Regions from separate parts of the Mus musculus genome. Here region 1 is linked to region 2. Evidence: chromatin contacts called from public promoter capture Hi-C data. All regions are on one chromosome and are shown on one strand. The core of a region is the stretch at or near the end of the contact, and the rest is flanking DNA. Distances in the headings are between cores, read along the strand shown. Region 1 overlaps Memo1 (mediator of cell motility 1). Region 2 holds the start of Xdh (xanthine dehydrogenase).

Region 1 (6,424 bases), core at 961-3,460, 320 kb after region 2:
AACTTCTCCCATCCTCATTTCTTCCTCCTTTTTCCTAAATAAGTCTACATTTGCTCAGCTCACTTCTTGTTCAAATATCCTTGTCCAAATTCTTCTTGACCATGACATGAATTTGGAAGCTCAGGGTGGTTTGGGTGGTCACTGATCACCCAGCACTCTGGATGGATGGACAGATGGATGGACAGATGAACAGACAGGCAGACAATCACTTTCCCCTATTCTGTCTTAGGAAGTATAATTACATTTAGTATGTCTTTCTGAGCACCTCTTTCTCCTTAACCATCATACATAAGAGCATATCTTAGAATCTTTTAATAAAATCACCAAGTCTATTTCATTACACTGACTAGTCCTGAAATTCTTTTTTAGCATTAAAGCCAAAATGAGGTCCCAAAGTATTAAGGGACTCCTCGGGCTGAAAAAGCAAACAACATGGGGTTGTCTCTGTCACCTTGTATTTAACAAATTGACAAAAACACATATTTCCTCAAAGTTATGTAGTTTAAAAAAATGATAACTATACCATATTAAGCAATGTCAGCATGATTCTGCACTGAGTGGTATGCCCACTACATAACATGACTATGGGGTAACCATTCCAGGTTCTAATCCTTGCCCACTAAGCAGATCAGAAATTCTATGTTATAATAAATTATTCTACAATTCATTAAGAGGTAGAATTGTTAAGGTTGATATTGGAGGAAAGAGACACGCAGTAAAGCATGTTAAGGGACTAGGTCTTTCTCATCAAGATGAAATCTCTCTAGCCTAAGTGAAGATCTAGCATTCCCAGCTACTGAAGTCAATGAGACGGTCAATCACCTGAGCAGCCCTCAGGAGGCAGGAAGCGGAATCTCCCCTGAAGAGGTGGACTCACTTCAGCCTGATACAAAGAACAGCAGAATAATTCTATCTTTTATAAGACATTGTACTTTTTCTTTTCCAGAACTACTGTCCCCTAGTGCAATCCCTGCAGAGCACCAAGAGGTGTGGCTGGGTTTGCCTACCTTTCTACATGCAACTCTTCCTTGTTCTTTCTTCTGTCTTTAGTGTTTGTTTGTTTGTTTTAATTTTGCTAGCTCCTTGACAAATTTGTAACAATGTGTTTTGATCATATTCATCCCCTATACCACAGCCCAGATTCAGCTCTTCTCCCTTCCCCACCTACACAATTGTGTGTGTGTGTGTGTGTGTGTACTTGTGTCTGTCTGTCTGTGTTTTACATGTATGTGTGCTTACTATGCCGCCCAGAAATGGAATTATAGTTGTGAGTCATCCATCATCCAGATGCTGGGACCAAACCTCAGCCCTCTACAAGAAAGAACATCAGGTGCTTTTTTGTTTTTCGAGACTAGGTTTCTCTGTGTAGCCGTGGCTGACCTGGAACTCACTTTGTAGACCAGGCTGGCCTCAAACTCAGAAATCCATCTGCCTCTGCCTCCTGAGTGCTGGGATTAAAGGCAGGTGCTCTTAACTACTGAACCACCTGTCCTTGCCTTTTTCTAAAGCTCCCTTCCTCACCCTGTGGCTAATCTCCAGGAGAGCTTAACTCAAATAGTATGTAGCCTTTTCTCTATTTTCCTCTTCCCAACAGCTGCTGAGATTTACAGCTTTCCTGCCCTGGTATTTCTCGTTTAAACTCTTATAAAACTGTCCTTAAGCTTCCTTTTGAGCCGGGCAGTGGTGGTGCACGCCTTTAATCCCAGCACCTGGGAGACATAGGCAGGTGGAGTTCAAGGCCAGCCTGGTCTACAGAGTGAGTTCCAGGACAGTCAGGGCTATACAGAGAAACCCTGTCTCAGAAAAAAAGAAAAAAAAAAAAAAAAAAAAAGGCAAGCTTCCTTTGAATCTATTTTTAAATTAAGAATCCAAAGATCCATAAACCCTGGCATCGTCTAGCACCCAAATGGGACTCTAGCTCAGGATCCCCTCCTTTCACTAAGTCTGCTTCTCTACTTGTAACTAGTGCTTGAATAAACTTTAGCCTTGCTTGACTTTCAGAAATTCCTGCCTTCTAATTCAATCGGTAGAGAAAATAAAAATGATCCTGCACCTCTAGATAGTATCAATATGAAATTATAAGTATTGTAACTGTGTGCATACATACACATATCATTTCTAGATAATCTTGTGTGACTGTTACTAGAACTGTCTAGAGTGACCTAACTGAATTTTTACCACATCCTAATCTTGTTTATCTTAGAGGTCAAAATGCCTGTAGGCCAGTTCTTTTTCAGGTAGACTTGTCAAAACTGCTTAGACTAAAACGAATACCTGAGTGACTGCCAGACTACTTCTAACTTCATTATAACTCAATCTCCATGTTAAAAACACAGATACCCACTGTCATGACAGGTGACAGCTGCCAGGACAACCCCTAGGAAAAAAACAAGACAAGAGAAAGGAGTTGGCAACTGTAGCCCTGGACATTTCCCAACCTTTCCAAGAGAAAAAAAAAGAGAGAGAGAGAATATTCCTGCTGTTTATTAATCTACCCCTCTCCTTCATTTTTTTATTCAGCATTTACTATCTTCTCAACCTGCAAGAAGAGAAAAATTGATTTGCAGACGTATCTCTCACTTCATGGTCAAGGATAAAAGTCTAAAGCCTACACAACAGGTGCCCAGTTATGTTCCTGACCCCACAAAGAGGGGGATAAGAGCTCAGTCTGAAAGCAAAACTGGTATTAACATGCTTCCTGCAAGCTGTATTAGAAACCAAGAAAAAAGTCGGGCAGTGGTGGCACACGCCTTTAATCCCAGCACTTGGGAGGCAGAGGCAGGTGGATTTCTCAGTTTGAGGTCAGCCTGGTCTACAGAGTGAGCTCCAGGACAGCCAGGAAACCCTTTCTCAAGAAACTAAAAACAAAAACAAAAACAAAAACAAAAACAAAAAAACAGAAAAAAAAAAAAAAGAAGAAGAAGAAACCAAGAAATCCCAACATCCCAACATGACAGCCAACAGGACATACATAAAGAGCATGGAGAACTGGCTTCAAGTGAAAAATGACATACTGACATACGAGCATTACCACTTAAAGACAATCTTTTCATGGGGGAAAAAAAACTGAAATAATCATTCTGATGTAAAGCTTTGAAAATTATTGATTTCATAGAGTTTTATCATGAAAAGATACCAAGAAATATTTACTGATTTTCAAAATTATTTGAAACTTTGACCTTTTTTTATAAGTAGTAAAAATCACAGAGGTGTGCAGGGCGCATGCATTTAATCCCATACTTGGGAGGCAGAGACTGTCCAATCTCTGTGAGTCTGTGGACAGAGGGTCTAGAAAGTGAGTTTCAGGACACCCAGAGAGACAAAAAAAAAAAAAAAATTTCATAGTTACTTGCTACATTATATATCTGTGACAGGGAATGTACTGGCAACATCTTATATAGTAAGTCCAGTAGAAGATTAACTCTAGCAATTGGCATTGGTCCAATGACTGCAGAAACACATGCCATCTATGCACATGTAGCTCTGCCTGAGGAAGACAGGACTCTTGTACCACAGACTCCACAGTTGGGTCACAACTGTTCTGTTACCCCCTTATCACTAACATCTGTCTGACAACCAAACTTGTCCCCAATCGCTCTAACCCCATCATTTGCAGAATATCCCTAATTGCCCTTCATTACTCGCCAGATTAGGACAGGTTTCTCTAAGTCTCCCTGGCTATCCTGGAACTTTGTAGCTGAGGCTGGCCTCAAACTCAAGAGAGCCACTTGCCTCTGCCTCCTGGACTCAAAGGCCTATGCCACCACCACAAGGCTAAAATTTGTAGTTTTCTGGTCCGGCCCTTGTCTTCTTCAGTGTTGTACAGAGATAATCTTTGGACCAGTGCCATACTTCACCACCATGATGGTGACAGACTCTTATTTCCCCCTGGAATCATAAGTTCAAATAAGGCCTTCCTTTTGCAGGATATTTGATCACACTGTGAACCCCAAGATTGTAAACTAGAAAAACCTGTTTATTGCTGTGGTGTGGCTCAGCCCTAGTCACACCTTTACCCCAAGAGTTTTCTGTACACAAGAGCTAAATAAAGTCAACAGCAGATCAAGAGGCAGAGCAAGCAACATGGCCATGCCCCACCCCCTCTGCTTTTCTACAATAAAGCTCTAAAACCATGGACTGTCTCTGCTCATCAAGACCCCCATGCTATAGCAATGGACCAGGCCTTCCCCAAAAGAGCTGAGTCTAATCTCCCGCAGAAAGGCCTACCAGCTTTTCCAGCCGCCAGACCAGACCAAGGACTCATGCCCACGCAGGAACCACCCAGCAGCGCCTTCTCCCCCTACCCCTTCTCCCTTCAACCCTGGGGCTGACCAAGCTGCCCCTGGGGGCTCCCCACTTCATTCTCAGCTCTTTCAAGACGTCCAGCCGCAACATCCAATGGCTCTGGGATGCCCAAGATTGAGAACCTGTAGTTCCTGGCCTCCATGCAGCCCAGAGACCCCTGAGCTGACTCTTCCGTGGTACCCAGAAGTCTGTGGCGCCTGAGTCAGAGCCAAGACTGCGCCTTCCCCACCCCCACTGAGCGTGGTCCGGTGGCCTAAGCCTAGCACTGCCCATTCTGGTTCCGTGGGTCCCACAGCAATCTCCCGTGGCCACCCTCCACCACCACCCGCCTCCGCCGCCCCATCCAGTCAGTCTCACCGAGCTCTGGCAGGATGCGGGTCATCTCACCCATCCCCCCCTTTTCATCCCCGCGCCGGGCAGTGCAGTAAGTAGTTAAGAATCCCGTTTCCTGAGTGACTGCTCTTTTCCTTAACCACACTGGCAGACACCTCATGATGCAGCAGCTAAGAGCTCAGTTCTTTTCTTTCCCACAGCAGCAACTCTCTCTCTCTCTCTCTCTCTCTCTCTCTCTCTCAGTTCACAGCATCAAGTATCTCTCAAAGTGTTATCCTATATTTTCAGATGTTAAAAACAATCATTTGACAGATGTGATTTCTGGCGATATTTAGCCTAATTTTCTATCTGGCAATCTTGAACGCCACAAGCAAAAAGCCAAAAAGAGAAAAGCATCTACATTGACAAAAAAATCTATTGAACAGTCTCAACTATTCAGTTCCACCAAATTCTAACAAATTTACTCTTCAATTATGCAATAGATGAAGCAACAGTTCAGAAGGGAGAGAGATTGTTTAAAAAAACAAAAACAAACAAACAAACTAGATAGAGTAGGATCTAAAGGAAATCAGAAACACACCAAGCTGTTTTGTTGCAAGCAGTGAGGAAGGGATGCAGGCCCTGTCCAGGAGAGGCAGAATCTCCACTTTTAAAATCTTTTAAATGGGCACATTTTACATTTCTTAAACCTAAAGAATTACAATCACCAAAAAGGAGCTTACAGCTCGGAGGTGGTGGCACAAGTCTTTAAGCCCAGTGCTTAGGAGATAAGGGCAGAAGGATCTCTACAAGATCAAGGTCAGCCTAGTCTACAGAGCAAGTTCCAGGACAACTAAGGCTACACAGAGAGAAACCCTATCAAAAAAAAAAAAAGACATAAAATAAAAGGAACTTACATGAATACAGGTTAAACCAAAAAGTCAAAAAGTCATAATAGTGTGTTTGAATATTCCAGAACTAATTCAAAGACCAAATATGGAAATCGAAAGATAGTCACCTTATACAGCAGAGAAACATGGAAAAAACACTCATTACCTAAACCAACCAGTCAAAGGCAAGATTAACTTCACCAAGGTTTGTACCATGCATCACCAAAATATAATCAACTCAATTTGCCTCTTTAGTATTTATTCCCAAAATCTACAACTCCCAACCTAATCATGGGGGGGGTGGGGGGGGGGCGCCAGAAGAACCTCCTCCAACATTTTGTAAAATACTTAAAAATAACTCTTAAAATTTTATTCAGGCAAGACAGTACATGCCTGTAACCCCAGCAGTGAGGTAGCTGGGACAGTAGAAACATAGTTCAAGGTTAGCCTGAAGTACCTATAAAATCCCAGTACACCCTTGTCTATATGATGCGATACTGTCTCACACACACACACACACACACACACACTCACACACTCTCACACACCTCTCCAAAAATGTGTCATCCATGGAAAACAAAAAAGATTAATGTCCATGTAAGAAGAGATTAAAGACATGGTTATTAATGTAGTATGGTGCCCTGGGTCAGATTCTAAAACAAAAGTACTAAGTATAAAAATGAGATCAAATAAACAAGTTAATGGTACTATTTTTTAACTTCTTTCTTATTTTTACATGTCTATCTAGTGGCCCAGGAAGTGAGAAGAGGGCACCCCCGGGGCTAGAGTTACAGGATGATTGTGAGCCTCCGTGTGTGTGTGTGTGTGTGTGTGTGTGTGTGTGTGTGTGTGTAGAAGCAAACGTGGATTCTTTGGCAAGAACAAGTGCTCTTAAGCATTAATCAAACTTTCCAGCT
Region 2 (7,032 bases), core at 2,129-4,628:
CTCTCTCTCTCTCTCTCTCTCTCTCTCTCTCTCTCTCTCTCTCTCTCTCTCAGACATATTGACTTCTTGGGAGACTTCATATGCTGCCCTACCCAAGGCTTTCTACCTCGCTACCTTCTCTTGAATATCTACACAGAACAGCCATGCTACGTTGGAGCTGTGTCTCACGAGCTTCCCACGGTGTGCCCCACGGAATAGTCTCCACAGAAAGCCCAGAGGGAAAACACTTGGCAGGCATCCCAGTGTGAATCTGAAATATTCCCTCCAAGGCCATATTTGCAGCACTTGCTACCTAGCTGACAGGGTGGTTGTAAAACCTTTAGGAGCTGAGGTGAAAGTAGGTCATGGGGTTGTGGGGAGGCTTTGGGGGCTATACCCAAACTCTGGCACTTCCTTCTCTCCATCTCCTCTTCTGTCATATTGTGGATAATGACCCCTTCCCTCTATTTACCGTAATCGTCTGCTCAAGTTACGAGGCCTATTTGTGGACTAACTCCAGTGAAACCATGAGCCGAAACAAATCCTTCCTTCCTTCCTTCCTCCCTTTAATTGATTCTGCCAGGTATTGTGGTGCCTGGGATATAAAAGGAACACACTGCAGGGCAAGTAACATGGGCCAGCCTTGATGGGCCAGCAACATGGCTCAGTGGATAAAGGTGTCTGCCATCAAGCTTGATAACCTAAGCTGAGTTCAATTAATATCTTCTCTCACTCTCTCTCCCTCCCCCTCTCTCTCATACACACACAGAGAGAGACAGAGACAGAGAGAGACAGAGAGAGAGAGACAGAGACAGAGAGAGAGAGACAGAGAGAGAATAAATACATAGAACTCAAAGAAAATGAGTGAGTAGATTGCTCTGAAAATTTGAACTTTAAAAATAAAATGATTGTTGGGTATTGTGTTGTATTGTGGTGGTGCATGCTGTTAGTCACAGCACTCAAGGTTCAGAGGCAGGCCAGTCTCTGTGAGTTCGAGGCCAGCCTGGTCTACATAGTAAGACCCTGTCTCAAATAAATAAATAATAAAAAGGAAGGAAGAAAGGAAAGAAGGATGAAGGATAGAAAAAAGGAAGACAGTCCTAAAGGATGATAACATACTATATACATTAAATCTATAACATTAAAATTATAATTATCCAGTGAAAGAATAAAGCTGCATGCCTCCAGCTATGTCCTCTTCCTGTAGGGATTTCTCTTGCATCCCTCTCAGTAAAACTAGAATCCTGGCCCCTTAAGAGGACATCACCCACAATGCTGGTGAAATATTGAGCAACGCTCTCCCTTTAGTACTGACTCCAGAAGAGGACAGGTCACTAAGGTCCAGGTCACTCCCAGAAGATTCCACAGGCACTTGGTGTCTCATACCTGAGCCCTCTCTAAGCCCACTGGTGCAGACAGAACCATGCAGTGTAGAAAACAAGGAAAGGAAGAGGTGCCCTGAGGAGAACCAGCTGCCATCTTTCTACCGCTCGTTTGGTAATTTCTTTGCACAATCTCTCTGGCCCAATGCCTAGAACATCTTGAAGAAGGAAATGAATCTGAACTTACTCAATCTGCCTGTGCTCACTCAGATTGCCTGCTAGCTCTGGCTTCTTACTACTCACCAATTGCCCTTACTTTCTTCATCCTTCTGGAGAGCTCACACCTTTTTAAATGACAGGCTGGCTATTCCTCAGGATAACCTGACGGGACCAGAAGCTCCCAGGAATAGAAGGGATTGGTGTGATGCTACACTCTAAAAAAATCTAAAAATCACTTCTCTCCAGTGCTAGTAAAATGCAAGGAGAAGCAATTTCAGCCAAGCCAGTTCACCTCAAAAACACTCCTTTCTAGAACCAGAGGCTGACACTAAGCTATCCCCCCAGAAGAACTGTGGGTCACACATAAATCAACACCCGACCTTAGAGCAAGATATGACCTTCAGAACACTTTGAACCTGCCACTAGCTCACTGGGAAAAATTCATTTATGAGCATCCCAAAGATGATGATGTCTGTGTGTGCACAGTATTTCCAGGGAGCCAAGTTAACAGCTGTTTCCTCACCTCTGTGATGCAACCATTGGGCACAAAAGACATTTAAAAGATTGAGTTCAAAAGCCTTACTACCATCAGCTTAGGCATTTCACCCTAGCCCTTGTCTTGGTCCAAGCTTGCCCAACACACACACACACACACACACACAAAAGCAATATATCAGAGAGATTCAGGGATCCAGGGATGGGGCCACTCCCACTGAATCCACAGGCTTTACCGTACTGGTGTTGAAATGACTCCTAAAGTTTGCGTGCTAGTTAGCCAAGCAGATGCTGGCAGTCTAAGCCCTTAGGAATTCTTGAAATCACATGTCCATTCTTGCAAATTTCTTCAGAAATTACTCAGTCTCTTTAATCAACACAAAAGTGTCAAAATAAAAAAACAAGTAAAATTGTTTGGGGAGGGGGGGAAGCCTTTGGCCCACTCATGGTTTATGAAGTCCATGTGGCCAGTTACAGTGGGGGAAATGAGGGTTCTTCTCCTGTGACCTCAAGTGGGGAGCTGCAGTGCTGGGAGTACCTTGAAGGGAGGCCAACAACGCCAGAAACAATACACTTAGCTTGCTCCTTCTCTCCCTGCACCGAGTTGACCTTGCAAAGATTCTCAGGCTATCAGGGATTTTGTGGACCCCATACCACTTTACCTACATTCACAAGTGCCGTTTAAGGGGTTTGCAATATTTACATATAGAACTGAGAGATGGTGATGGAGGAGTCCTTTATGAAAATAATGACAATAATGGCTTGCCACAAGGTGTCAGTATATGTTGCCGCACAGTAAATCAGCTCTAGTTAAATCTATGTACAGGATCATATATCAGAACCAGTGGCTGTGTGTGTTTTATGTTCCGGCATTAGCATAAAAGTGCCCGCCTCCTGCTGTTTGTATTAAAGAGAGCCACTGAAACACTAGAAACAGAGAAGAAACACAGAAATAGGGAAGTGCTGTTGCCTCCTCCTCTCACCTAGACTCTGTTCCTTTTCCCACCTCTGAGCCAGTGTGTCCTCTAGCATAGAGTGGCCATCCCTCTCTCTTCCCTCCCCTTCCTCCTTTGCCCTCTGAGCGTCTTGCCTGTGTTCATCTTGCTCTAAAGTTACCAAACTACAGCAATATCTTTTGAGGGGTAAGATGAGACCAGAACACATCAAAGTGTCCACACAAGAGAAGTGACACAGGTCCCCTTTCAGACAGCAGAATCTCTAAACCAAAGGTCAACTGCCACTTACCTTTTTGCCATTCACAAAGAAGACCAACTCATCTACCGTTGTCCTCGTCATCGTGACGGCCGGAGTCCCCGAGCTGCTGCGAGGTGCTTGTAGATATCACTGCCTGCAACTTGAAAGATACGCCTCCCAGCAAAATGAAACAAAGTTAGCCAATGAGAAAGAAGCAGCTCCAGGCATGGACAGCTCTTGGCAAGAGTCACAGGTTTGCACAATCCAGGAAGGACCAGACAGCCAATCCACAGATCCTACTCTGTCCTCCTAGTCAAAGTGCACAGAGGAAAGTGCAGCCGTAGATTAAGGAAGCCTGCATCTTGGCACCAGATGACTGTGAATTCTGGGCACCTGCCCTTGTGAAACCTGCTTCATCCTCCTCCCACTTGCCATACCAGGAAGAGCAGGGAAGGAGCAGTTTGCCAGCCACTGAGGCTGATTCACTCTCTTCCCGTTCACACTTGTTATTTTCCCAAACCGGCTCACCCTGACACAGGCTCGCCACTGGCCTGCACAGCTCACTCTCTCAGGGCCTGGCAGAATGTGAAGGTCAGAGACACAGACCCTTATGTCCAGACTCAAACCCTGACCTTTGACTACAGCCTGTCACTTATCGCCTGCAGGACTCAGCTGTTTCTTCCTGGAAAAGGGACATCAGGATGACACCAAAAGCAGAAAGCTGAAAAGCAAAAGGTCTCTCGGGCGTGCCTTATAAACTTGCAGAGAATGGAAATAATCACTTTTGAACAGTCACAGGAACAATCCCAATAACAAATCATGTTCCAGAATTTCACAAAACTTGTCAAATTATCAGAGGAACTCATACACCAAAACATATTACAAGCACCAAGTAAATAAAATAAGCTAATACAACAACACCCACCACAGTCTGTTAATAGAGCTGAGAGCCCCCAGCTCCATCAAGGACCATTAGCTTCTGGTGTAAATGCCTATGCACAGCATCCACTCAGACAACACTCGTGGGCTCTCCTTGCTCCACCTCCCACCACTCCATTCCACCCATCTTCACATCAGCAGGCACTCTGTCCTTCCCCAGCCCTGCAGTCACTCAATCACTCAGCCAACCTACAGGGACACATGTGTCATCGTCCTGGAAGACCACAGAAAAGGAAGAAAAGTGCATGGTCAGATGAGCCTGGTGCAGCAACAACATTTTGGGAAACAGGACTCCTGGGACAGTCACATCATCAACACAACGCCCCTTTGCTGGCACAGCCCTGACGGAACCAAGAATGAACTTATTTGTCGGTCAATTGATATCCCAGTTTACCCTTAGACTTATGCACCAAATCCCTTCAAGTTTCTCGGTCCAGGATATTCTGGTCATCATAAAACAGTACTTGCTACCCGGAATCAAATTCCTTACGAAATGGGCAGTTTGGCTGTCTGGGGATGTTAGTGACATGCCTGGTAGGGCTGTTGTTGAAGATGATGATGATGATGATGATGATGATGATGATGATGATGATGATGATTATGATGCTTCTGAGACCAGGAAATGGAACTAACCATCCCAAGCCCAGGATAATCCTTCACAATAAAGAGTTGTCCAACCTAACATGTCAATCAAGTAGAGGCAGAGATGTGGTGACCTGGAAGGGAAAGGGTGGGGAGAGGGACTAAGGCTGAACCTAAGGTGTGTTTTGTTAACTCCCTGTTCCTCACACTCCTATGATGGACTGGTGTTCTGTTCAGTGACTCATCTTCATGAGCTCTGCCTTTCCCCCACAGTCCCAGGGAAAACTCTGAAGGCTGGATTTAGTGTCAGCTCCATCACCTTTGCAAAAGTCACTGGCTTGGGTCCAGTGGCCACGTTCACAGACACGGCTTACTATAACTACTCTGTAAAATCAATTCTGCCAAAAAAAAGTAAAGAAAGAGGGCAAACCATCCCAGCAGATGTTGAGAGAGTGCTGGATGGAGGATATAGGAATGTGAAACCTAGGGGTTGGTAACACCCACAGTACCCCTCCCCTGCCATAATCTGAAGGCACAAATAACCTGACTGAGGCAGTGCTGGAACAGGCGAAACTGAAAGAGGAGATGAGAAATTAGCTGGAACTGACCTCAGCCCTTGGGGAGTTGCCTGCGAAAGGAAAGAGCAGCCCACAGACACAGCTCCAGAGAGAGAGAGAAAAGGACTCTAAAGTTGGGAAGTTCGCACCACACATCACTCTGGACCCCATGGCTGTTGCTACCTTGTGGAGCCAGAGACCCTTTGGAACCACAGGAAGTAAGCAGGTTGCAGCCACTGGATAGGAGCAGTAAACCTAAGACACACAAACTGTGGCCATAGCTGAAATGTGGTAAGGTCACCGGAAGCAGGGAGATTCTCAACACTCCCCACCCTGACCACAGCTGAGAGAAGCTATGTGGATAACAGGAAGCCTGTGGTGGAACTTGTTGCAATGCACTAATGGACCTGTAGATGTGGGGTTGCGGCTTTCTCCTAACCAATAAGAAATGTTGACTGAGAACATTTTTATTTCCATTCATTGCTCATTTGCATTCATGTTTTTTATTTTATTTTTTGTTTCCTATATATCTTAGTTTTTTTAATTCTTTACATTTTTTGTTAGTATGTATATGCTTATATTTTAAATTCAGGTGATGTGATGTGATTTGTACCTTGCTGGGGAAAGCTCTTACATCTTCCTTATCTCTAAATTTAATGCAACATTTTCTTTACTGCTTTTCATATGTCTAACCCATATACTTGACTTAATTCTTACCCCAGTCCTTCCTATCCCATCGTCCACACCCCTTCATTTTACCACTTAAATATGTGACTTTCTCCCCCAACAAGAACTCTACTTCTCCTGTCTTCAAATTTTCTAGGAAACATCAGCCAAGGGCATGGTACCTTCGGCAGCTAACCTGGGGCCTTATGGTAACTCATAATAGCTGTCATTACAGTCAGCTTGGGTAATAATAAATCTAAGGTAGAACAAGCTACCAAAAATAAACAAAGATATACATAAAGCAAAGATAGAGACCATGGGGAAGGGGAAAGAGCTGCAAACCAGAGAACAGATACTCCTCAAGAGAAGCACAAAGCACACCAAAGAGACACGAAAGGCATGAGAAGATTTTCCATTATGACAACCCACAGGATGACATCTTGTTAACAATGGAAACCAAAAATTATAAGATGTTAAATTACAAGCACATGCAAAAAGAAATTGCAGAGTTTTGTCAAAAAAAAATTTTTTTCAAAGACCAAACAGAGGATGCAAATAAACTGATAAGGAACTTAGCTCAAGTTGTGAAATAGATTCAAGACACAGAGAGAAAGTTGCCGATATGACATGGCTACAGGAATCAGTAACTAGGAGGAAAAAGTTTAAATATGGAAGAAAAATCACCAAGGAAATGCAGTCTGTACAAGGAATAGAGGGATTCTGGAAATGAAAGAATCAATCAGGTAACAAGTAACAGCAGAGCGTCATCAACAAACATGAAGAAGAACTGATCTCAAGAGTAAATGCCAGGGTTGAGACAATAATACACACAGACATATAGAAGGGGAAATAGGCCAGGGAGATTTCTCAGTGGCTAGAATGCTTGTATGAAATGTAGACTTTGGGTCCCCAGAGCCCACCTAAGTGACAAACATGCATGCAAGCCCACCTGTAATTCCAGCCTGAGATGGTAGATATGGAAACTCTCCAGAGCAAGCTATCTAGCAAGGCTAGCCATACTGACAAGTTCTGGGTCAGATTTGGAGGCCAATGGACATCCCCACTCATGCCCATACACC

What was found. Promoter capture Hi-C pulls out the DNA fragments that hold promoters and counts their contacts.
Region 1: a contact with region 2 is called in a promoter capture Hi-C map of liver, with 2.8 times the contacts expected there. The contact joins the enhancer-like site here to the promoter of Xdh in region 2. A contact is called at or near these places in 5 of 39 promoter capture datasets (the 3T3-L1 cell line, the C10 cell line, cranial neural crest and 1 more), 1 of 15 datasets of contacts at CTCF or cohesin (the NIH/3T3 cell line), 4 of 115 datasets of contacts at active chromatin or transcription factors (bone marrow-derived macrophages, effector CD8 T cells and memory CD8 T cells) and 2 of 9 other capture datasets (adipose tissue and liver).

What each region holds. Positions count from the first base shown.
Region 1 is chr17:74,268,256-74,274,679 of GRCm38.p6, forward strand. All of the region lies in intron 1 of Memo1 (mediator of cell motility 1), which reads right to left. Gm52299 (a long non-coding RNA gene) reads right to left here. Exons shown (of 2, transcript XR_003952320.1): 2 at 36-6,424. Among named protein-coding and RNA genes, the nearest start is that of Gm52299, 4.5 kb to the right of the region's middle. Within about 2 kb of position 2,211, at least 12 of the 459 cell types and tissues checked have an H3K27ac peak or open chromatin away from gene starts, as enhancers often do. A contact at or near this core is called in liver, where this site is marked.
Region 2 is chr17:73,946,818-73,953,849 of GRCm38.p6, forward strand. It overlaps Xdh (xanthine dehydrogenase), which reads right to left and starts at 3,379. Exons shown (of 36, transcript NM_011723.3): 1 at 3,261-3,379. The coding sequence starts at 3,311.